Regions from separate parts of the Mus musculus genome. Here regions 1, 3 and 4 are each linked to region 2. A link is a contact called in public Hi-C and HiChIP or PLAC-seq data. All regions are on one chromosome and are shown on one strand. The core of a region is the stretch at or near the end of the contact, and the rest is flanking DNA. Distances in the headings are between cores, read along the strand shown. Region 1 overlaps Fyn (Fyn proto-oncogene). Region 2 has its middle 4.6 kb from the start of Gm31562. Region 3 overlaps Fyn (Fyn proto-oncogene). Region 4 overlaps Fyn (Fyn proto-oncogene).

Region 1 (3,059 bases), core at 247-2,746, 240 kb before region 2:
CCTGAGATAGTTTATTATTCCTGAGTACTGTGGTAATTTCCATTGATTTATTCATGTCAGCAGTTTGTTGCTTAAAAAATGATCTACTATTTTTTGGCAGGCTTTCTTTCCCCTCCCCCACCAAATTTCTGTCAATCATGTAATAACCACTAACTCACAGCAGAGCAAAAGACACAACAGAAAAGACAATGGTATGTATGAGTCCCAACGAAACCATTGGCTGTCCTCCACGTTAACCGGTGCCCTCAGAATCCTCTAAAGGCAACTGAGGCTAAACTTCAGTAAATTAGGGCACACGCTCCCTTTGTCTTAGTGCTCTAAGTCTGGATCACATAAACAGATGGAAAATGGGTCTTAAGAGAAAGATGTCAACTTACTTGTGTAGTTGGGGGGTCACACAGATCATTTAGTTAACTAAAATACTTGTGTAACGAATTTAAAATGTGAGTTTGGGAAGATGGCTTGAGATTAAGAGTATTTGTTGCTCTTTTGGAGACCAGGTTTCGTTCCCAGTACCCACAAGGTGGGTTACAACCATCTTTAACTCCAGTTTCAGGGCATCGTGTACTGTCTCCTGGCCTCTGCAGGCACCAGGCATGAACATGGTACACAGACACACTGCAGGCAGAACACTCATATGCATAAACTAGAAGTTTAGAACTGTGCCTACAGAGGCTTGTGCAGGCTCGAGATGCGCTCCCTTATCTGAGTGACTCCATGGGAGGTAGGCTAAGACTGTCCAGCCAAGAAAGGAGATGATTAAAAGGCACTGAAGAATTTGTAGGTTTCCTTTCAGAGAACCACCACACTCATGCCAGTAACCGTTTGATTACTTCATGTATGTTCAACCAAGAGACAAGACACTGAAGCCTTACGAACACCCAGGAGCTCCAGCCAAAAAGGGCTCACAGAACAGCACAGTCAGGGGGCAAAGTCAGAGAGAGGTGGCAGCTGATGCTCAGTCTTAATTAACCTAGAGATACTTTACTCTGTTTAAAACACTCGCACTGACACCCAGCAGCTCACTGTCTGCCCTGCTGCCAGGATTTTACACAAAAGCTGGATACTGGTGTCCTGCTGATTTGGAGTACATTATTTGGGTCGGTTGGCTCTTCCCTCTCACACTACCCACTGCTTGTGCTGTAAACTGAGCAGTCATGTTAACTCCAACACGCCCACCACTCTTGGGGAATGATGGTGTTTCACACTCCCGTGCTGAAGACACACATCACAGAGTGCTGAGCTGAGCCCAACTGGATTCTGAGAACCATGTGGCTAGCGTCCCGTAAGAAGTCCTGAGGCATCCTTTCTGCTTCTGAGACTAGATGCACTGTTAGCTCTCTAGTGTTCCAAAGCAGCTTAATATTTGCTGAGCATCACTTATAGGCCTGATACTGTGCTTTTAAAAGTTTCCTTCTCAGCTCTCAAAGATGAGCAGAATGAACAGCCTGGGCGTCCCCTTTCATTACCGTCCTCCACACAGCCTTTCTGCAGTGCCATGAAGGAGGTGGCCGGCAGGGAGAGGCGAAGACCAAGCATGAACAAACAGAACACCAACGGCTTCCCTCTTTGATCTCTCTCCTTATACATTTTAACATTACATTTGGTAATTAGGTCAAAGTGAGAGATGCCACTGTGGAGAGCTAAGTTAAAGCTGAACAATTATTTCTCAGAAGATTGCTAATTAGACTGACAGGAGGAGGCTCTGGAATGTATAATCACTCTGATAGGCAGCTTCGTGCAAGGCATCTCGTAAATGAAAGCCATTTGAACACTTCACAGGAAGCAGCTGCAGCTGCTAAGGGGACGTGTGACATTAAGGAAATGCAGAATTTCATGGGGTTATTTCATGGACTCATATATCAGATATTTCCCCTTCTAAGCAGGAGAGGGCTGGGTTTCCACGAACTGTTCTCACTTCATATTGCTCTCATTTGGCTTCCCCAGCTTGGCTTCCAGGAGACAACTGTGGCATATTAAGAATAAAAATCCAAAGGAACATGAGCTGGCATTGAGAGACATTTATATTTCAAAGGATAAGGGCCTTTGTCTGGGTAGACAGTTTGGGTTTGATCGGCTATACAGAGCTGCACTGTCTAATATACTAAATTGGCATTAACCAAACATGGCTGGTACAACCTGAAATATAACTGTGAAGTACATGAGCGAACTGTAAAAACTTAACATGGACAAGGGATATAAAAATAACAATAAAATTTAAAATGTCATTATTTATAAAAATGATGTTTTAAATGTGCAGACTTAAATAAAACTTATACCAACATTACCGTTGTATTTCTTTTTGCTTTTCCAATGTAGCCAGTAGGAAATTTAAAACTACCCCCTCACCTGTTTCAAAGATTAATCTTCATTGTCAATTTGACAATATTTAAAAATCACCTTGAAAACACACTTTTCAGTGTTTAATGAAAGCCCTTCCTGAAGGGCTTAAATGAAGAAGGAAGACACAGTCTGAATGTGGGTGGGTGAGTGGCATCCTCCCCATGGGCTGAGGTCCCTAAGAGAAGGAGGAAGTAGGCTGGATATGAGCACTCTGCTTCCTAACTGTAAACAACAACAATAATAATAAATAACAAAAATAATCTAAGTAGCTGTTGAATGCGCCAGCCATCATGCAATGTCAACTGCCCCTCCCCCCATGAAGGACTGTGTCTCATCAAACTGTGAGCCAGGAGAAGCCTTCCTTCAGTGACCTCTTTGTCAGGTATTTACCACAGCAGTAAGAAATCGTGAGTCTACCAGTGCTTTAGTTTGCATCTTGTCCCTGGGACAGCAACTGGTATAGAGACTCCATGACAGACGACATCAGCCTAAGTTGCAGGTTTGTGAGCCATCCACAGTGAGATGTTCCCCAGGAGAGGAACACAACTCCAGAGCAGACAAACCCACATATGGTTCTGCGCTGGCCAGAGAGTGGGTGACCTTAGCTAGGCCACTTGCCATCTCCAGACTTTAACCTGTGCAACAGTTGATCCAAATACGGTTGAGAGTTTCTTCTCGTGATGATAGTATTTTCAGTCTCTGGCGATTCCTAAAAG
Region 2 (2,700 bases), core at 158-2,657:
GAAAGCCTGGGCCTCATTGTCTCAGGATAGTCTAAATGATGGTTCTCAGCCCGGGGGGTCAAACAACACTTTCACCGGGGTCACCGAAGACCATCAGAAAACACAAATATTTACATTACAATGCATAAAAGTAGCAAAATTATAGTTGTGAAGTAGTGACAAAAATAATCTTTCAGTTGGGGGTCACCGCAGCATGAGTACTAAAGGGTCCCACATTAGGGAGGTTGAGAGCCACTGGTCTAGAAGCAGCCCCCTTGCTCACCCGAGCCTTCGGAACTGGCTTTCACAGGCCATTGACACCAATGTGATGCCAATACAGGCATCCAAGTGGTTTGGAAGCCATCCCACTTGTATTCCGAGAGGACATTAACACAGCACTGCAGTCTTAAGTGGAGAGAAAGATGGAGTGTGGTCCAGAGAGCTCTGGGCTCAGACCAGTGGTGCTGTTTCAAAGCTCTTCTAGGAGCTGCACACTTGGCCATCCTTCCTTCTGCCTGTCTTGTGCGTGTTGCTCAGGTCCATTCCGGTTTTGAGGGGCAGCGGGAAAATAGTCCCTGACTGCTCCCTATATCCAGTCTCTCCCCTGTCCAGGCCAACTTGAGTAGAAATAAAATTTAAAAATATAAAGTGCCTACTACAATGCTATGCAAAGTGCTATGCACTTACTTAATTCTTGTGTAATTTTATAAAGATAGATAACTTCATTTTTAAAATGTTCATTAGTTTTTTTGGACATGTTTTGATTTTATTTACCTCACTTGCCCAACTTTTCTCTGGTCCATTCTCTTTTCCGTCCACCCAACTTTGTGCGTGTTTTGTCTTGTTTTGTTTTTGTTTCTTAAAAATCTCTGATAACCAATTTGTGCTGCCCAAATATGCTTGCACATGTGGCCTTCTACTGGAGAGTGGTCAGCTTCTCAGGGCCTACTCGGATAGACTAGGAGGCAGCCGGGCAGTGCCCTGGTACATTGATAACAGCTTTGACTACACTCTCGTTCTTCACCTTCAGAGCTCTAACCATTGAGAGAAGCTGCAGGTACTAAGGGTCTTTACTGCTGCTGTCTCCTCGTGTTTCTTGGTTATTTTATACTCTGGGTATAGCCCAGCAGAGAAAGAAATAAGCCCCAGTGGTGTGGGGTAGTAGTGGCGATCAACAAACATATAGTTAGTATTTCAGCTTGGCTTCTACTCGGGTCTGATTGTTTGATGGTCGTCTGGGAAGAAATGATACAATAGGGCAGTGGGGGAGGCATTGGAACCCGTTGAAAAGTCAAACTGTGCGGGGGTGGGGGGTGTTGAAAACATTCTTTGATGATTTGCTGTATCTTCTTTTGACTTCTGTGATGAAAAGCAATGTCCTTGCAGGCAGCACGAACCTACCCTGGGGAGTGAGGGAGCTGATTTTCTTTCACTGAAGTCTGCAGATTGCTTTGCAGTGAAGACCACGCGGCTCGGGCTTCCCCGCCCAACGGGGGAGCCGGGTTTGATTGTAACGAACAGCGACCTCTAGTGGGTATCTTAGAATTTGCATTTGGCAAAGACTACACAATGAAATGGGAATCCTGATCGAATTCCAAAGGAACAAAGGAGGCACTTTCCCATTGTTTTCCCTGGTAGAGAAGTCCGGGATCCAGGTCTGAAGAGTTCTCCTCATCTGCACCACTCACTCTTGGAGGTGATACTCGACACATTGCCTCCCCTGCCCCTTCCTTCAAACCTGTCACTGGCTTTGATTTTTAAAGGCTCTCCTGCTTGGCTCAAAGATATCATAGTCATCAACTTCTCTTAGTGTGATTGTGCATGTGTATATGTGCGTGAATGTGCGCGTGGGTGTGTGCGTGTGGGGGATATGAATCATCATGGCACTGGAAGATAGAAGATCAGGGCCATCCCAGAGAGCTATTGGGAAGGCTATTCTCCATAGGGGAATAGAGTGCCTGTTCACCCTAGTTCATTATGGCTTCTTCCTTGGGCTGCCATCCCTTTTCCCATATGAGGCTGTATGTTGCCTTTGAAAACAAAATCCTCTCCGTGACCCTACCTCTTCCACATAACAGCAGGTGGCTAGTGTAGGTTTCTTCCTGTTCTATAGCTCTGATCTCAGCCTCACCCACACCTAATATTCCAGGGTCTGCTCTCCAGGCCGAGTTAGCTCTGTCGATGGTATTCATTCCCAAGGAAAAATGGGGGCAGAGAGTGACCTCTGACTTTGTCAGGAGCTGGGAGAATTCTACTGGAGAAAGGCTGAAATCACAGCTCCTGGCCTGTGACCTCACAGATTTGTGATGGGAACAGGAGTCTGAGGTCTGGGGCATGAGAGCATAGATAATAGAATAAATTTAGAGACGTTTAAAGCCAACACAGTCTTGATATGTGGATGCTGTGATCACTGGGCTGGGGCTTGAAACAGCCTTTTAAACTAAGTTTCAAAATGGAGGTGCTGTGTGCCTTCCTGTAGCTTTAAGCTGTGTGTGACAAACTTCCTGTCCCCTGGGCTTTCCTCATACTTTGAACAAGGCTTAGGCATTTGCTCAAAGCCATGGCTCTCAGGGACAACCAGCCCATACCACCACTGCTCACACAAGCTCACGGCGTGATGAAAAGTTACCTGTCAGAAATAAAACATACATTACATGGATACTTTACTCCTTCCTATTCGGCAGCGACTGTTGTTCTGACAAAGACTCGATTCTTGGCTCA
Region 3 (2,930 bases), core at 218-2,717, 200 kb before region 2:
CAAAGAAATACCAGAAAATACCTACCAAGGTAGGAGTGGGATAAACTACATAAAGAGAGTACAGAGAAGGATCAGCTTATGCCAAGTCCCTGAAGGAATACTGCAGTGGATACAGTTACTGACTTCTACTGATTTCATTGGTGTCTCCTCATCTTCAAATTAGTTTGTTTCAAAAGCTGCTAGTGTAAACTAAATAAACTTTATAAGAACATTTCATTTCTGAGAAATTAAAAGCCCAAGAAGTTACATCACAGACCCCAAAATAGAGAACCCAGAAAGGGGCCACACACACACTCTGAAGTTTCACTTTCCTGCTACTGAGTATCTATGCTCGGGAAACACACGACATGTCTCATACTACACCCACTGTCATGAGTGACATCCCTGTAACTATCTGGTGCCCAGTCTTTGTTAACTGGCAACAAAGGGCTACCTATGCAGAACTTAACAGTAACAAAAATCAGGGCTGTGTCCACAAAGCAGCTCTGCTGCCTGACTGTACGGACAGTTGAGAGTCACTAAGAATCCAGTCACAGCACTGAAAGACCTCAGCGGCCTCCATCTGAGGTTTCCTTAGCACTGCTTCAGGAGTCCTCAGTTCCCTTATAAAAACAAGAGAGTAGTAGGCAAGCTGGCTCTCGGCCTTCATCCTAAGTAGAAGAACCTCCAGGAATTTGTCAGGCCGCGTTCATCTGAGGAGGCCTCTGAGGACCTTCTGCCAACTGAGACAGCACCTGTGACAAAGCCAGCAGTTTGGTCGTACAGTGTCTTCTCCGTGGGGAAAGCTTGGAACATTAATTTTCCCACCAACTAAGAGGCTCTCAACCACAATCCCTTCCTCCCGGCCTTGTCATTACTCTGTGAAAGTGTCACAGAGCTGTCCAAATGTTAGGGGCACAGCCAAGCAGAAATATCACTGAGTAAAATCAGAACATGAGGCCAAACTCGAATTCAGATGCACAGTTTGGGACAAAATTATATTCAAAATGATTCAATGCGTATCTCTGATAGTCCCTGATGTTATGTAAGCCACAGTTATTAGCTGGATGTACTGATAAGCTATGGTAAGAATTACAGTCCAATACTTGGTTTCTCTTTTTGTTTTTCAAGACGGGGTTTTTCTCTGTGTAGCCCTGGACCAGACTGCCTCTGCCTCCCAGGTGCTGGAATTAAAGGTGTGTGCCCTGATTACCCAGCTTCACTGTGCATCTCAAATCCAAACTCAACTGGGCATCCTTATGCTTCTGCTGCATCTGGCAATCCACACGTGACTCACGCTGCTGCTGCTGCTGCTGCTGCTGCTGCTGGTAGGCTGCTCCACCCACTGGTCTTTACCTACACTTAGACCAGCACTGGCTCACCTTCTGAGCCTGAGGAACAAGGGTCTGCAGTGTCTGCTTAACCCTTTTCCATCCAGATGTCTACCGCCACCCTTTCAGCCACAGCCCCTTACCCTGGTGCCCACTGTGAGTCAACTCACAGTGTCACTCACTGCTGAATGACTCAGCCACCCTCTCTGAACCAACTGCCTCTTTTTTTTTTTTTCCTAAAGAAAAGGTCATTTATAACCACAAATTTAAATGATCGGATTACAAACCTTCTAAATACTTAAGTGGAAAAACAAATGTAGGCTGTGTGAAAGGAAAGCTGGGGCGGGGGCAAGAGAAGAGGGGGCTGGCGCTGCTCATGGGTTGGCTCTCTAGATTCTTCTACAGTTCTGCTTTTCTAACAGCTTCCTTTCTTTCCCGAGTTCACAACAGCACTTTAGGGGATGGAAAACACACACACACACACACACACACACACACACACACACACACGGAGGCTTAGACTAAGTAAGAAGTTTCTACTGACTTATAAACTGGTCTCCCACTGCCCCAGTATATGGCTGCACTCTAAGACTCCAGTGCAAGTCGGAGGGACTCTTAACATCTAATCCAGACTGTGCACAACTCAAGGCCCCACTGCCCACTCTTGCTTGGGCTACTTGGAGCCACACTCTTGCTTGGGCTACTTGGAGCCACAGAGAACAACTGTGCATTCCAGTGATTCCAGGTACTGTGGTAAATCAATCAATCAATCAATCAATCAATCAATCAAACAAACAAACAACAAACCATTCCAGGAACCCTTGAAAGCCACCTCAGGCTCTCCAAAGCCAGCAAGTCTCGACGGGACAGAAAGCTAAGCAGTGGAAGTGCCTTCGACACTACAGCATGTCCTACAGGGTCAGGTGTTTTAAGTCCAGCTCCACCCCCTAGAAGAACCTGTCTCCACTACCTCCCATCAAAGATGACCCTTTTCCCTAATATCTACAAATATACTAGTTTGTTTCTTGTTAATGTGACACTAACTAGGGTCATCTGGGAAGGAGCCTCAACAGAAAATGCCTCCATTATACTGGGTTATAGGGATTTTCTTGATTACTGATTGATATGGCAGGGCCCAGCTTACTGGGTGGAGTCATCCCGAGATGGACTGCATACGAGAGTGGGCTGAGCGAGTGATGAAGCAAAGCCAGTCTGCAGCACTCCTCCGCAGCCTCTGTGTGGGCCCCTTGCCTGTCTTCGCGTCATGCTATACTGTAAGGTGTAAGGTGACACAAACCCTTTACTCCCAGGTTGCTTTTTGTCATGGTGCTCATTACAGCAACAGAAAGCAAACTCGGACAGCCACCCACTAGCCAAAGGACTCCACCAAAGTCCCAAGGGAAGAGACTTAAAGTCAGCATTACATTGCAAAATAGGAAAAGCATTTAATACCCTTCTTTAGCAATTGGCTCTTAGTAGCCGTCAAGCTGCTGGGAAGATAGAAATGCCACAAGTCCTGGTCCACCGTGACTGAGGACAGAGTTTGTCACTACTAAGCTGAGTTTGCAGACCCATTTAAGGAGCTGGGGCACTTGGGTCTGCCCCACCGAATCAACACCT
Region 4 (2,726 bases), core at 218-2,717, 170 kb before region 2:
GAACAGCAAGCTCCATAAAATAATGATAGTTTTGCTAAGTGGCAGCTGCCATCTAAGGGTCTCAGAACTTACAAGGGCCTCTCTCCACCATGGGAGGTATCATCGTCTGCTCTTGGTCAAGTGGGTTAGGAAGCTGAGCGCCCCTTGACCTTACTGCACGCTGGTTTGAAGACACTTTGGGGTGCTGGGTCCTCATCATAGTTTTTCGAATCCTTATCGACACCAAATGCAGCTTTATAAGGCTATCACAGAGACAGCAGTCTGTCTTCTCTTGGGTGTCCCTACAACTGTTGCTTTAGGGTGTGGAGAACTGACAACACTAGACTCTGTGTGCTGAGTCTTTCCATCCCTGCTGCCAGGTCAACAGAGACTGGGACTTCTTGAGCTTACCCTAAAGACCAAGCATGGCCACACTTGAGGTCTGTGAAAGACAAAGCAGGGGAGGACTGGCCTGCCCAATGACAGTGTTCCCATTTACTCCTCAGCTATTTAGACTTACACAGCAGGGCAATTGGAGGGAGTTACAACAGCAAGCCCTGCAAGGGACCTGGCTAGACAACATTCTTCCTTCTTTGGGGTAATGAGCAAACAGTAGAGCTGAAGCTGAAAGCCCCTCCTCACCAAGCTACCCAAGCCCTGTTCTCACAGGCAGGAGGGCTCAGCCTCTCGCTCCCCTGGCCTGAGATGATAGGGGTCACCAGTGGAGAGCAAGGTAAAACCAGTACCATGGGGCCCACCTTCCCCATACTGTGCTCAGAGCCCTGGTCTTTCCTGACACAGGTAGCTGTGCTGTCTTTGAGCTCCTCTCATCACAGTTTCTGGGACTATGTTGATCTTATACTCAGGCCAAGAGCATCATGACCCAGATCCCTAGCCTTTCTCCTCCAGCTCTGACCTCTGAAATAAGTGTATGTATGTATGTGTATGTATGTATGTATATATATATATATATATATATATATATATATATATATATATATATATATATATATATATATATATTTTAACTAAGCTTCCTGAGGTTTTTCAAGATACCATATTCTGCATGTATCATGGGAAAGATAATTCTGTGTCCAAGTGAATTTCAGAGGCCTGGATATAAAACATGTTAAACAACTGTGGATTCTCAAATATTTTAAAAAGTTACTGTATTATCATGTTTTGACCACCTAGACTCCAGCTGGTGTTACTGTTTTGTGAGGTTTCAGAAATTTTAGGAACTTAGGCCTGCTTGGAGAGGAAGCAAGCTACTAGGAATGTATTATACCTTTGGCTCTCCCTTCCTCTCTGTGTGTCCTAGGCACCATGCTGTGAAGTGTGTAAATACTACACTTAGATACACTTAAATGAGGTACTTAGAATCAGAATAAATACAAAGAGAGAACAGAATGTCTGCTGTCAGGGGCTGGGAAATGGGAAGAAGAGGAAGTTACTGTCTTGGTGGAACAGTTTCAGCTTTGCAAGGTGAAATGTCATGGCTGCGTCACTGAAAAGTTTCCTATCATGTGTATTCACCTAAAACAAATACATTAGATGGTGTTCTTTCAGTATGAACTCTCAGAGCCTTCAAATGCTTCATGCGGCAGGAATGCTCAAGACCGGAAATGCATCAGTTCACAGACGTCTCCAGGGACCCGTGTGCTTCAGAACTCACTGTAAGAATGAGATGCTGCAGGAAAACGGCTAGAAAATATCAGCTGCATCCCTCACTAGCCGACAACCCCTCACCTGATACACAAGATCACGTCCGGCGTGACTTATCTCGTGGACTAATAGCAAAATCTAGTTTTAAAAGAAACTACATACACAAAAAAAACCCTGAAGTATACCAAAAGCTATCTAAGATGTCGCTGTCAACTGAAAGCAGAAGTGAGCCCCTCCACCCAATCTTCTAAGCAGCCATCGGTTATCAGTGGGCAGAGCGTCAGACTGGGAAGCCGTGACCTGTGCATTTGCGTTATGGCAAACGAGGAGAGTAGGAGCCTGAAAGCTGACGCTAAGGGCTTGCTGATGTCACTGCTGTCTGAGGTCAGACAGGTCATGTGCCCACTCTGACCATAGCTTTTTCTGCTGTCAAAATGAAGTAGTCAGAGGAGATAATCTCAAAGGTTACTCCCAGCTACATGTGTCTGTGAAATACTGACACAGACAAGTCGTGGGTACCTGCCCAACTCCTTCCTCAGGTGTTAAGGGGTGGACCCTGTGCCTGGCTGGGTGCTAAAAGGGAGAACAAACGGAAGTATCTGTATTCCCTAGTTAGCCAAGAGGAGGTCACTTACTCCTCACAGGCAGAATCAGGAGAGGACAGAGAGGACATTGCCCATGCAGGGCCGCCTGGGTCTTTCTTCTAATCTCTTGGTACTGCTCCCTCTCAAATCTCTAAGTATTTCGAAACTGTACAGATTCCAATGGATCCAGACAGCATAGGATAACTGCTGAGTGAAGAGAACTACAGACCTCCACAGCGACAAGGATGCTTGGAACCATCTCCTGCAGAGCTCAAGGACATTTGTGAGATACCCAAGCACGGCCACAGACTGGCAATCTGCCTAGAGACCCTTTCAGTCCAGCAATGAGTCAGCAGTGCTGAGTCAGCAGTGCAGGGAGAGATGTAGTGCGAGTTCCTGGAGGAAACCTAGGGGAAACTTCCTGGTGGGAAGTGAGAGAGTTCTGCACCTGCTGTGGACAGAAGCAGACCCACCAATGATCACAAGGAGGAGGGAAGC

The links. Hi-C and Micro-C count contacts between places; a contact is called where the count stands out from the background. HiChIP or PLAC-seq counts read pairs in DNA pulled down with a chosen protein or histone mark.
Region 1: an H3K27ac HiChIP or PLAC-seq map of regulatory T cells shows a contact between it and region 2, with 7 times the contacts expected there. The contact joins two enhancer-like sites. A contact is called at or near these places in 3 of 15 datasets of contacts at CTCF or cohesin (CD8 T cells, the NIH/3T3 cell line and large pre-B cells), 2 of 484 Hi-C or Micro-C datasets (bone marrow-derived macrophages and cortical neurons) and 15 of 115 datasets of contacts at active chromatin or transcription factors (CD8 T cells, the NIH/3T3 cell line, bone marrow-derived dendritic cells and 10 more).
Region 3: a Hi-C map of the G1E-ER4 cell line shows a contact between it and region 2, with 4 times the contacts expected there. The contact joins two enhancer-like sites. A contact is called at or near these places in 5 of 15 datasets of contacts at CTCF or cohesin (CD8 T cells, the G1E-ER4 cell line, the NIH/3T3 cell line and 2 more), 65 of 484 Hi-C or Micro-C datasets (the AtT-20 cell line, B cells, the C10 cell line and 33 more), 11 of 115 datasets of contacts at active chromatin or transcription factors (the 230-238 cell line, CD8 T cells, the HPC-7 cell line and 8 more) and 1 of 9 other capture datasets (liver).
Region 4: a Hi-C map of bone marrow-derived macrophages shows a contact between it and region 2, with 42 read pairs. The contact joins two enhancer-like sites. A contact is called at or near these places in 1 of 15 datasets of contacts at CTCF or cohesin (the NIH/3T3 cell line), 6 of 484 Hi-C or Micro-C datasets (CD4 T cells, Th1 cells, bone marrow-derived macrophages and 1 more), 11 of 115 datasets of contacts at active chromatin or transcription factors (the 230-238 cell line, CD8 T cells, bone marrow-derived macrophages and 8 more) and 2 of 9 other capture datasets (adipose tissue and liver).

What each region holds. Positions count from the first base shown.
Region 1 is chr10:39,483,213-39,486,271 of GRCm38.p6, reverse strand. All of the region lies in intron 3 of Fyn (Fyn proto-oncogene), which reads right to left. Among named protein-coding and RNA genes, the nearest start is that of Gm40627, 110 kb to the left of the region's middle. Within about 2 kb of position 1,496, at least 50 of the 459 cell types and tissues checked have an H3K27ac peak or open chromatin away from gene starts, as enhancers often do. A contact at or near this core is called in CD8 T cells and regulatory T cells, where this site is marked.
Region 2 is chr10:39,238,833-39,241,532 of GRCm38.p6, reverse strand. No RefSeq gene overlaps it. Among named protein-coding and RNA genes, the nearest start is that of Gm31562, 4.6 kb to the left of the region's middle. Within about 2 kb of position 1,407, at least 74 of the 459 cell types and tissues checked have an H3K27ac peak or open chromatin away from gene starts, as enhancers often do. A contact at or near this core is called in CD8 T cells, the G1E-ER4 cell line, Th2 cells and 3 more, where this site is marked.
Region 3 is chr10:39,433,713-39,436,642 of GRCm38.p6, reverse strand. The region is part of intron 2 of Fyn (Fyn proto-oncogene); the gene reads right to left. Among named protein-coding and RNA genes, the nearest start is that of Fyn, 65 kb to the right of the region's middle. Within about 2 kb of position 1,467, at least 56 of the 459 cell types and tissues checked have an H3K27ac peak or open chromatin away from gene starts, as enhancers often do. A contact at or near this core is called in CD8 T cells, the G1E-ER4 cell line, Th2 cells and 1 more, where this site is marked.
Region 4 is chr10:39,412,227-39,414,952 of GRCm38.p6, reverse strand. The region is part of intron 2 of Fyn (Fyn proto-oncogene); the gene reads right to left. Among named protein-coding and RNA genes, the nearest start is that of Fyn, 44 kb to the right of the region's middle. Within about 2 kb of position 1,467, at least 95 of the 459 cell types and tissues checked have an H3K27ac peak or open chromatin away from gene starts, as enhancers often do. A contact at or near this core is called in CD8 T cells, adipose tissue and bone marrow-derived macrophages, where this site is marked.